Regions from separate parts of the Urocitellus parryii genome. Here region 1 is linked to region 2. The links are chromatin contacts, called in public Hi-C maps. All regions are on one chromosome and are shown on one strand. The core of a region is the stretch at or near the end of the contact, and the rest is flanking DNA. Distances in the headings are between cores, read along the strand shown.

Evidence for each region. A called contact is a pair of places that touch in the nucleus more often than the background predicts.
Region 1: a contact with region 2 is called in a Hi-C map of muscle, with 5 times the contacts expected there. The contact joins the promoter of Nek2 here to the promoter of Ints7 in region 2. A contact is called at or near these places in 2 of 2 Hi-C or Micro-C datasets (liver and muscle).

What each region holds. Positions count from the first base shown.
Region 1 is chr9:107,135,748-107,139,778 of mUroPar1.hap1, reverse strand. Nek2 (NIMA related kinase 2) reads right to left here and starts at 2,011. Exons shown (of 8, transcript XM_026387462.2): 1 at 1,826-2,011; 2 at 763-980; 3 at 137-377. The coding sequence starts at 1,921.
Region 2 is chr9:106,829,326-106,833,200 of mUroPar1.hap1, reverse strand. Ints7 (integrator complex subunit 7) reads right to left here and starts at 1,474. Exons shown (of 20, transcript XM_026387510.2): 1 at 1,293-1,474. The coding sequence starts at 1,386. Dtl (denticleless E3 ubiquitin protein ligase adapter) reads left to right here and starts at 1,841. Exons shown (of 14, transcript XM_026387473.2): 1 at 1,841-1,892. The coding sequence starts at 1,841.

The DNA of each region.
Region 1 (4,031 bases), core at 762-3,261, 310 kb before region 2:
CAGGTGGTTAGTTTGGAACTTAAAATGAAACAGTATTATTAATTCTTGGCTAAATACAAAGAAACCAACAATAAACCTTGCATTTGAATGCTTAGCATTAAGGAATTAAAAAGCATCTAAATTCTGAAATACTTACAGGAGACATGTAATAAGGTGTACCAACAAATGTTTTTGCAAAACTCGTATCATGGTTTAATATTCTAGCTAGCCCAAAATCTCCAAGTTTGACGTTTTGCTTGCCATCCAGGAAAACATTGGCTGGTTTCAGATCCCGATGTAACACAGTATGACCACCATCACTTCTTCTGTGACATTCCTTCAGGGCTAGAGTCAACTGAGCCATCACTCGAAGAACAAAATCTTCATCTAAGTATTGTCTGAAACCAAAACATTTTTACGGCATATAATGTCTGAATATATCATTACAAATAAGGAATGATGTGAATTATCTAGTTTTTCTTGTATACTAATAGAGAAATAATTACTTGATGCAAAATATGGGTATTGATTCACCAGTGATTTTTCTAAAGTACCACGGACCCACCAAATACAAGAACACTCTTCTATGTTACTAAGTACTTTGCCCCTGATCCTAACATAAGATTCTTAACAGCAACAAAACTAGACCCCTTTTCAGCGTACATCTAATATTATATTTCCCACTATTATTTATAATTATGAGAAAAAAAGAATTAATTTAAAATGATTATATAGGCAATAAATGGCAGAGCTGACATTTAAAAAATGGAAGATTATAATTACCTTTCCTTGGTTCCCTTTGTAATCACACTAGCCAGGTCCCCTCCTTCACAGTATTCCATTACAATGTACAGCGTTGTATTGGTTCTGTCAATAATTCGATCATAATAGCGCACAATGTTTGGATGTTTCAGTTCACGAAGCAAATTCACTTCAGAAACAAGCATCTGTTTCTCAGCTTCTGTCATAGAGCCATAGTCAAGTTCTTTCCAAACTAATATCTGAAATAAGAAAATGTCCGAGGTATGAATGAATTTGTTATGCTCAAAACAATGAATGGAAGTTCCAAAAACGAAAAAAAAAAAAAATTGCCTCCTATTTAAACATATTCCACAATCCAAAGTCATGATCATGTTATGTAGTTAAATAAACTTCATGAGCCCAGAGTTTATTGCCATAATCTTCCTCTACTTTTTAAGCAGTAAATGATGCTACAGGGGGAGGGAGGCGGATGAGGCACAAGAGGACTCCCTCAACCCCTTATTCTCAGTTGCTTAATAGGAAATTGGCCAAAAAGTACTTTGGTCACAGTCAGGGGACGGGTATCCAAAGTCCCTGACTATTCCAATCGGTCAGGCAGTTCCTCTCCAATGTTTCTTTCTGCACAAGCTCTACCTAAACGCATGGGGAAAGAGGAGTCTGCTAACCGGACTGATGGGTGTTTTAAATGAGTTTTGACTGCAGATACAAAGCTTCTGGCCTGGTGGTCCTGCCCCTCCATGGCACATGGGTCCTACTCTCATCTAAAAATAGCTCAGGACTGAGTTAGCTGCCACCGACGGAAAAACAGGAGCAAGCCAAAGCTGGAGAAAGGGAGGAAACGGGACAGAAAATAACGAACAAAAACCGGAAATATGTATTATATAAAAAGAAAAGACGCAGCCTCCCATCTCTTGAACCATCCAGGATAAGCTGTCAATCTGTCAATCGCAGACCCCGGGGAGACCGACAGCCGAGACTTGCCGGCACCCACCACCAAGGGCCCGTCGGTTCCTTCGCGCAGGGCCCTCGCCCCGGGCTACCGAAACCTCAGCGGGAGCCGGGACACGCCGGGCCCCGCGCTCACCTTGCCGTCGCTCTTCCTCCGGATCTTTTGGCAGCGGCCATAGGAGCCCGTGCCGATGGTGTACAGCACTTCGTAGTCCTCCACCCGGGACGGCATGGCCGGGCCGCCGCCGGACTCGCGCTGACCCGGCAGGTCGCGCCACAGCCACTGCAGCCCAGAGTCCCGGAAAGGGAACCGATCCGCCACCCAGGCCGCGGGCAGCGTTTAACCGTCGCCAGCCCCGGCCTCGTAACCTATTGGCAGACGGGGAGGTATCTTCGCCTCTCTGATTGGCTAAGAAAAACAACACCCTAGGCATCTTGGGAAAAGGGTGTCGCTAAGCAACCGCGTCGGCGTCAGTGTCCGGCCTTCAACCCCTAGGAGAAGAGGGCGGAGCTAAGCCAAAGCGGGAATCCAGGAGAAGAAAAGCAATCGCCGCAGGGAGCCTTGGACAGTTCTGTCCCTTGATTGAGGTCGCCGAGCTAACTGAGGTCCGAAGGCCTCTCAGTCCCCGTTGCACACCACCAGATCCAACTGCCTTCGGACTTTTCCACTCTGACAGCTCGCACTACCTGCCTTCCTCTGCACAACGCCCGCCTCTAGCAAGTTCTGGAACCCTGAACCTGAGATAAGTATAGGTGAAAACTTAGAACCCTCACCGAAGGATGCATGGACCAGTGTTTACTATGCTATCAGGGCTGTACTAAACACTACATCTTTATTATGTATTCATCAACTCAAAGCTATAAAGAAGAAATGAACGTTATTACTATTTCCCATGAGGAAAGGGAGGCCCAGAAAGGTTTAATCATTCGCTCAGGTCCAACAGCCAAGAAGAGAAGAATTGCTGCAAAAATAGTCAATACTCATAGCAATGATTTAAAGTTTACACATAACTTTGAGGTCAGTCATCATAGATTATTTCTGAACACCAGATTTACAGGCCTGTTCAACATACAAAGGAGGTATAGAATGTGGAAGTCCCTGATGTATGGAAATATTCAGGAGAATATGGTGGCCCTAAGGCAGGGAAAGTCAAGACTACCAAATAATCCAAATAATGTATCTGGGATGCCTGACACATAACTTCATTGAATACAGTCTCCTTTGGGCATCCACAGAAATCGTACTCAGCTCACATAGCCAAATAGAACCGTCCCATTTTTACCTGGGAGAGGGGACCTAGAGGCTTCCATCTGGAACTTGTTGAAGAAATACATGCATTGTCAGAAAGCTAATAATTTGGTAATGAGTAAATAGGACAATTTTCTTTAAATATCTGTTCAGCATGGGATTGAAGGGAACCTGACTTTCTATTAATAAGAATTACAAACCTCTTTATGTTAAAAATAAATAATTTATTACATGCACCAAATATAACATAATTGGAATTGTTAGCCAGGAGAATTATTAAATTAACATTCGAGGGCACCGTCTTACCTCAGAGGAATAAGACCCATTTAGGTTTTGAAAGTTATGTAAGGAGTTACAAATGACCGAGGTCATGGGCATCATATTTTTTTTCAGTGCCTCTTTACAGATTGGTATCCATGGTATTCTTTTGTTGGCTTGTCCCAAATCCAGTCCTATGCCTTCTTTCTGGCCACTCTTATGCTCTTATTCTGCCCCAAATCCAGCACTTTCTCAAATAATTTACCTGGGATGCACATCACCATCACCACCTTTGCATCTACTGTTCTTCACTCCCTTAGCCACACCCCAACCCCCATCATGTCTGTCCACAGGCACAACTTGTCTTTCAAGATTCAATTCCACCTTTTTCTCCTCTACTCTGAGAATCCTCCTTAGCATACCTGGACAGTCAATTCCTCCATCTACAGTATTCAGAGACCACTTTGTACATAAATCAACACTAACTTATTTTTGGCATTATTGGTTTCACAGTAGCTGAACCCCAAGCTCCTTGTAGCCAGCATAAGTCCTGGAATAAAGAAGGCATGAAATAAAGTTTTGTTAAGTGAAAACTCTGAGAAATCTGCTTATTAATAATTATGCAAGGATTTGGAGTGGACCCTCAATTACTTAGTTTTCAAATGCCAATGGCTCTGTGGCAGAGACGAAATATCTGGAGAAAGCCATCCCAGGAGTATGGAAAGCAGCTCCTAGGTATATGTGTTCATTCAGCTAGTACTGAGCACCTACTATGATCCAGGTATAATGATAGGCATTGATATGCTGTGTGTTCGTTAAGAACAGAGAAAGAGGG
Region 2 (3,875 bases), core at 225-2,724:
TTGGGGAAGAAAAGATGATTTAATATTTTAAAAACATGTTTAGTAAAACTTTATATTTCAGGAGGAAAAAACCCTATAGGTTTGATGAGAAAAGAAAAGCTCAACATCTTTTGATGGACGGGGATGTAGTAAAAACATTGTGATTGCTAAAGGAATATCCCAGTGGGATACTGTGAGATTTTTATGGTAATCAAAAGGAGGTGAAAAGCTTTTTTAAAAGTCTGAGAAACTCCTACCTAGACTAATCCTCTACAAATGTTAACAGGTTAAAACAAAAAAGTCCATGAAAATTCAATAGGCAAGCCCAAGTCAAAGAACTATGTGGCTCAAAGTGAACTTAATAGAGTTGGGTATATAGCTCAGGGTTCAAGCCCCAGCACCACACAACACAAAAATAAGTGGACTTAATAACAGATCTAGTCCAATTCACTAAAAATTGGCAATAGGTAATTAAGAATTAAGTGTATACCAGTAAATAAAAATGTACTTCACTGAAACAAGAGTTTCATATTCATGCTTGATTCTTTAGGGATAAATATCTACCATCCTTGCCTCCATACCCATATCTAGAAAGGAAGGCATGTCTGTAAGCATTTAATAAGTGCATCTTTTGCATACCATTTTATCATTTAATCATTCTTGCCAGTTCAGTAGTACTGCACCCGCTTTGCTGATGATAAACGAAGACTAGGTAAAATTGGGTGACTTGTCCCTGATCACAAAATTAGCAGAACTGGAATTCAGCTCAGTAGTAAACCCAAAGCTCCCTTTACTACACTAAGCCCCTCCCTGAAAGGAAAGTGAACTCGTGGAACTTGTCTGTAATGAAACCTGCAAGGGCCAAGCTTTTTGATTGGTCTTGGCACTAATGTCACCTGTATTGTAATCCAAAGCTTACATTTATAGAAAATAAATCACTATAAAGTCGGTGCAAAATTGTTCAGCACTCTCGATGAAGACCTAGCCTCAACTAAACGTACGAAAAAATAATTTCACAATTTTAATTTAGTGTTTTTAGAAACCAGTCATTTTCAGTGTTTGGAAAATCAGGGGACTGCGCCCTCAAGTGGTCAAAAAAGGCCGTTCACCAGAGTTCCCTACTTGTTTAGATGGTGCAAGGCCAGTCCCACAATCTTCCCGCAATCTCCCGAAGCAGTAGAAATCCTCGCCCCTGCAAAATCACTAGCGCGCCCCGCCCAGCAAACCACTGCGCATGCGCGTTCCCTGCCTCTCCGGAAGCTACCACCACAGGGTGGCGCTACTTCCCCCGAGCAGCCCGCTCTTTCGAATACCTTTGTCCAATTCCATAAGAGCAGAGTTAGCATCCAATTCCTGTTCGCCATATCCAGCATCTGCCAGAAAAGACTTAGTTGAGTTTGACGCCATGACCCGAATAGTTACTCGACTAGCCTAGTCAGAAAGATTGCAAACTCTGCCCCAGCACCGCCATCTTCTCCCGCCGCCTTCTCGCGGATTTTTCCTCCGCGCTCTGTCAAGCCGTGTTACGCATGCGCCCTGGTCACCCCGCGGTTCGCCGGTGCCTCTGCGGGCCCCCCGCGCAGGCGCTCAGGGAGCTCCTGAACTCTGGGTTCCCGCGGCTGGGAGAAAAGGAGGCGGGGATTCGAAGGGGGAAGTGACTCTGAGGCGCCCCGACGCTGCGGCGGGAGCCAATCAGAGAGCGTGACGTCAGTTTGGCGCGGAGTTTGGCGGCCGGGGCTTACAGTGGCGGGAGTTGGAGGCTATAACGGGCGGTGGTGTGAGGGGCGCAAGCTGCGGCTCCTAGTGAACTCGAGGGCATTTTCACGGCTTTTTCCTCAGCCGAGTCTTTCTTCAGGTCCAGATGCTCTTCAATTCGGTGCTCCGCCAGCCCCAGCTTGGCGTCCTAAGAAATGGTGAGTAACGGTCTTAACCGCTGCTCCTTGCTGGCGGGATTCACCGCCCCCAAAACACTCCACCTCGATCTGGGCCGACTCCAGTTTAGTTTCCCAGGCTCCAACTTCTCCAGGGCCAAAGTGAATTAGGTGAGGGAGAAATACCGAAGAAAGTTGTACTTTGTTTCCCTCTCGACACTTTTAATCGGGATCGGGCTTTTTTGGATCGTAACGTAGGCCGAAGGGAGGAAGGACGTTGAATTAGCTGGGCTCCGAGGCCCCTCGCTGCTTACGTCAATATCGCGCGTTAACTAGAAAACGCATGCATGTGTGTGTGTGTGTGTGTGTGTGTGTGTGTGTGTGTGTGTGTTTCGGGGGAGGGGGACGTTCTCTCGGCCACCCCGGGCGATCGTCGCCTCACTTTCGTTTGTTTGTGGTAGAACCTGAGCGATCCCAACTATTTGCAGTTACCCCACCAGCGTCCATGATCCGCTGTTAGGGAACTCGGTCAGGCAGGGAGGGCAGGACATCTGCTTCCAGCAGGGGCGAACTCTCATTCTCCCACCATTACTACCTGGTTCACGAACGTTCTAAACCGTAGCGTGAAAGATGCCCCCTCACCACGTCCCCCAGAGATAAACTCGGTTCATAGATTGAAGGGGGCTCTTCCATATATTTTTCAATGCTAGAGCTAAGATCCAAACACGGGATCGTCATATTTTGGGGGTTCTCCGTTCCCGGTATAAGTTAGACGCATTCTCGTGTTAGTGGGTAGAAATCCAGCTTGACTTTCCACAGTTCTTTGGGCTAATATGTTAGAACGCAGACAATAAGAGATTTGAGCCCAGATTTGGAAAAGTGTCACCAACCCGAATCTTTCCCATAAGGGTGTTGTGTCTATACTGACCACCTTTGGACAGAAATGAAATCTCACTCATTTAAAGATCATGTCTATCCTGAGGTCCTCCTTCCCCCTTAAAGCCACGTGGAAAGCTAAAAGAAAAGAATCTTGGAAGGGAACATTTATACTTAAGGATTTAGGTCTAGGAAAAGGATGTTGAAACAGACTGTGCAGTCTTTCAACTTCGTCCTTCCAATCTAAAACTTTTTACCATCCTTTTGTAATTCCCTCTTAGATGATCTTTGTAATTCCGCTCGAAATGCTTCTCTTTCTGTCTCTTCTAGGACCTTGCTTAAATAATTTCCGTTCTCTGCAGTCCTCTGTGCCATGTGGTCCTCAACACATTGATTAACTGTCTTTGGAGTTAAACTGCCTGATTTTTGATTTCTGTTCTATTTTCATACTATTTGTGTAACCTGGGAAAGCCATTCGGCCTGTTTTGTGACACATTTTCTCCTAATTCTGCAATCTGTCTACTTTTTTCCTCTTCACAAATATTCATTGTTATTCGGTAGGCACTGACATTTATTATTATATGTTACTCACTGAAATCTGCACAACTGTCTCCATTTCCCTTCTGGGTTGGCATGCCACCCTTTTCTCTTCTCTCTACTTCCATGTATGATTATAGTCATAAATGGGGCTTCTTCCTCTACTGCCTACAACCTTATATTTCCTATATTGTACAGTTATTTCTATAAAAATTATGTAGATTCATCTTCACGAAGTTGGTCAGTCTCGCAGATATCTCAAATTCAAATACCCCCAAAATGATCACATCTCAAATTCAAATACCCCCAAAATGATCACTTTTTCCCTAAACCTACTATATTTTTTGTTTTGCGAAGTGGCCCCATTATTTTAAACCAGTATTCCTAGCCAGAAACTTGAGAGTCACTTAAAGACCCCCATCTCCCTCACTATTGAAAATTTTCCTTCAAAATATCTTGAATCCAACATATTCTCTTCATTCCCACTGTTTCTGCCTCTTTAACATATACTGGGTCTGCTTTACAATTTCATTTCCTGATTGAACCTTAGTAACCTTGTCTGAACTATAAAGCAAGTCTCCTAAAACCTCTTAGTTTTCTTCTCTTCGTTTA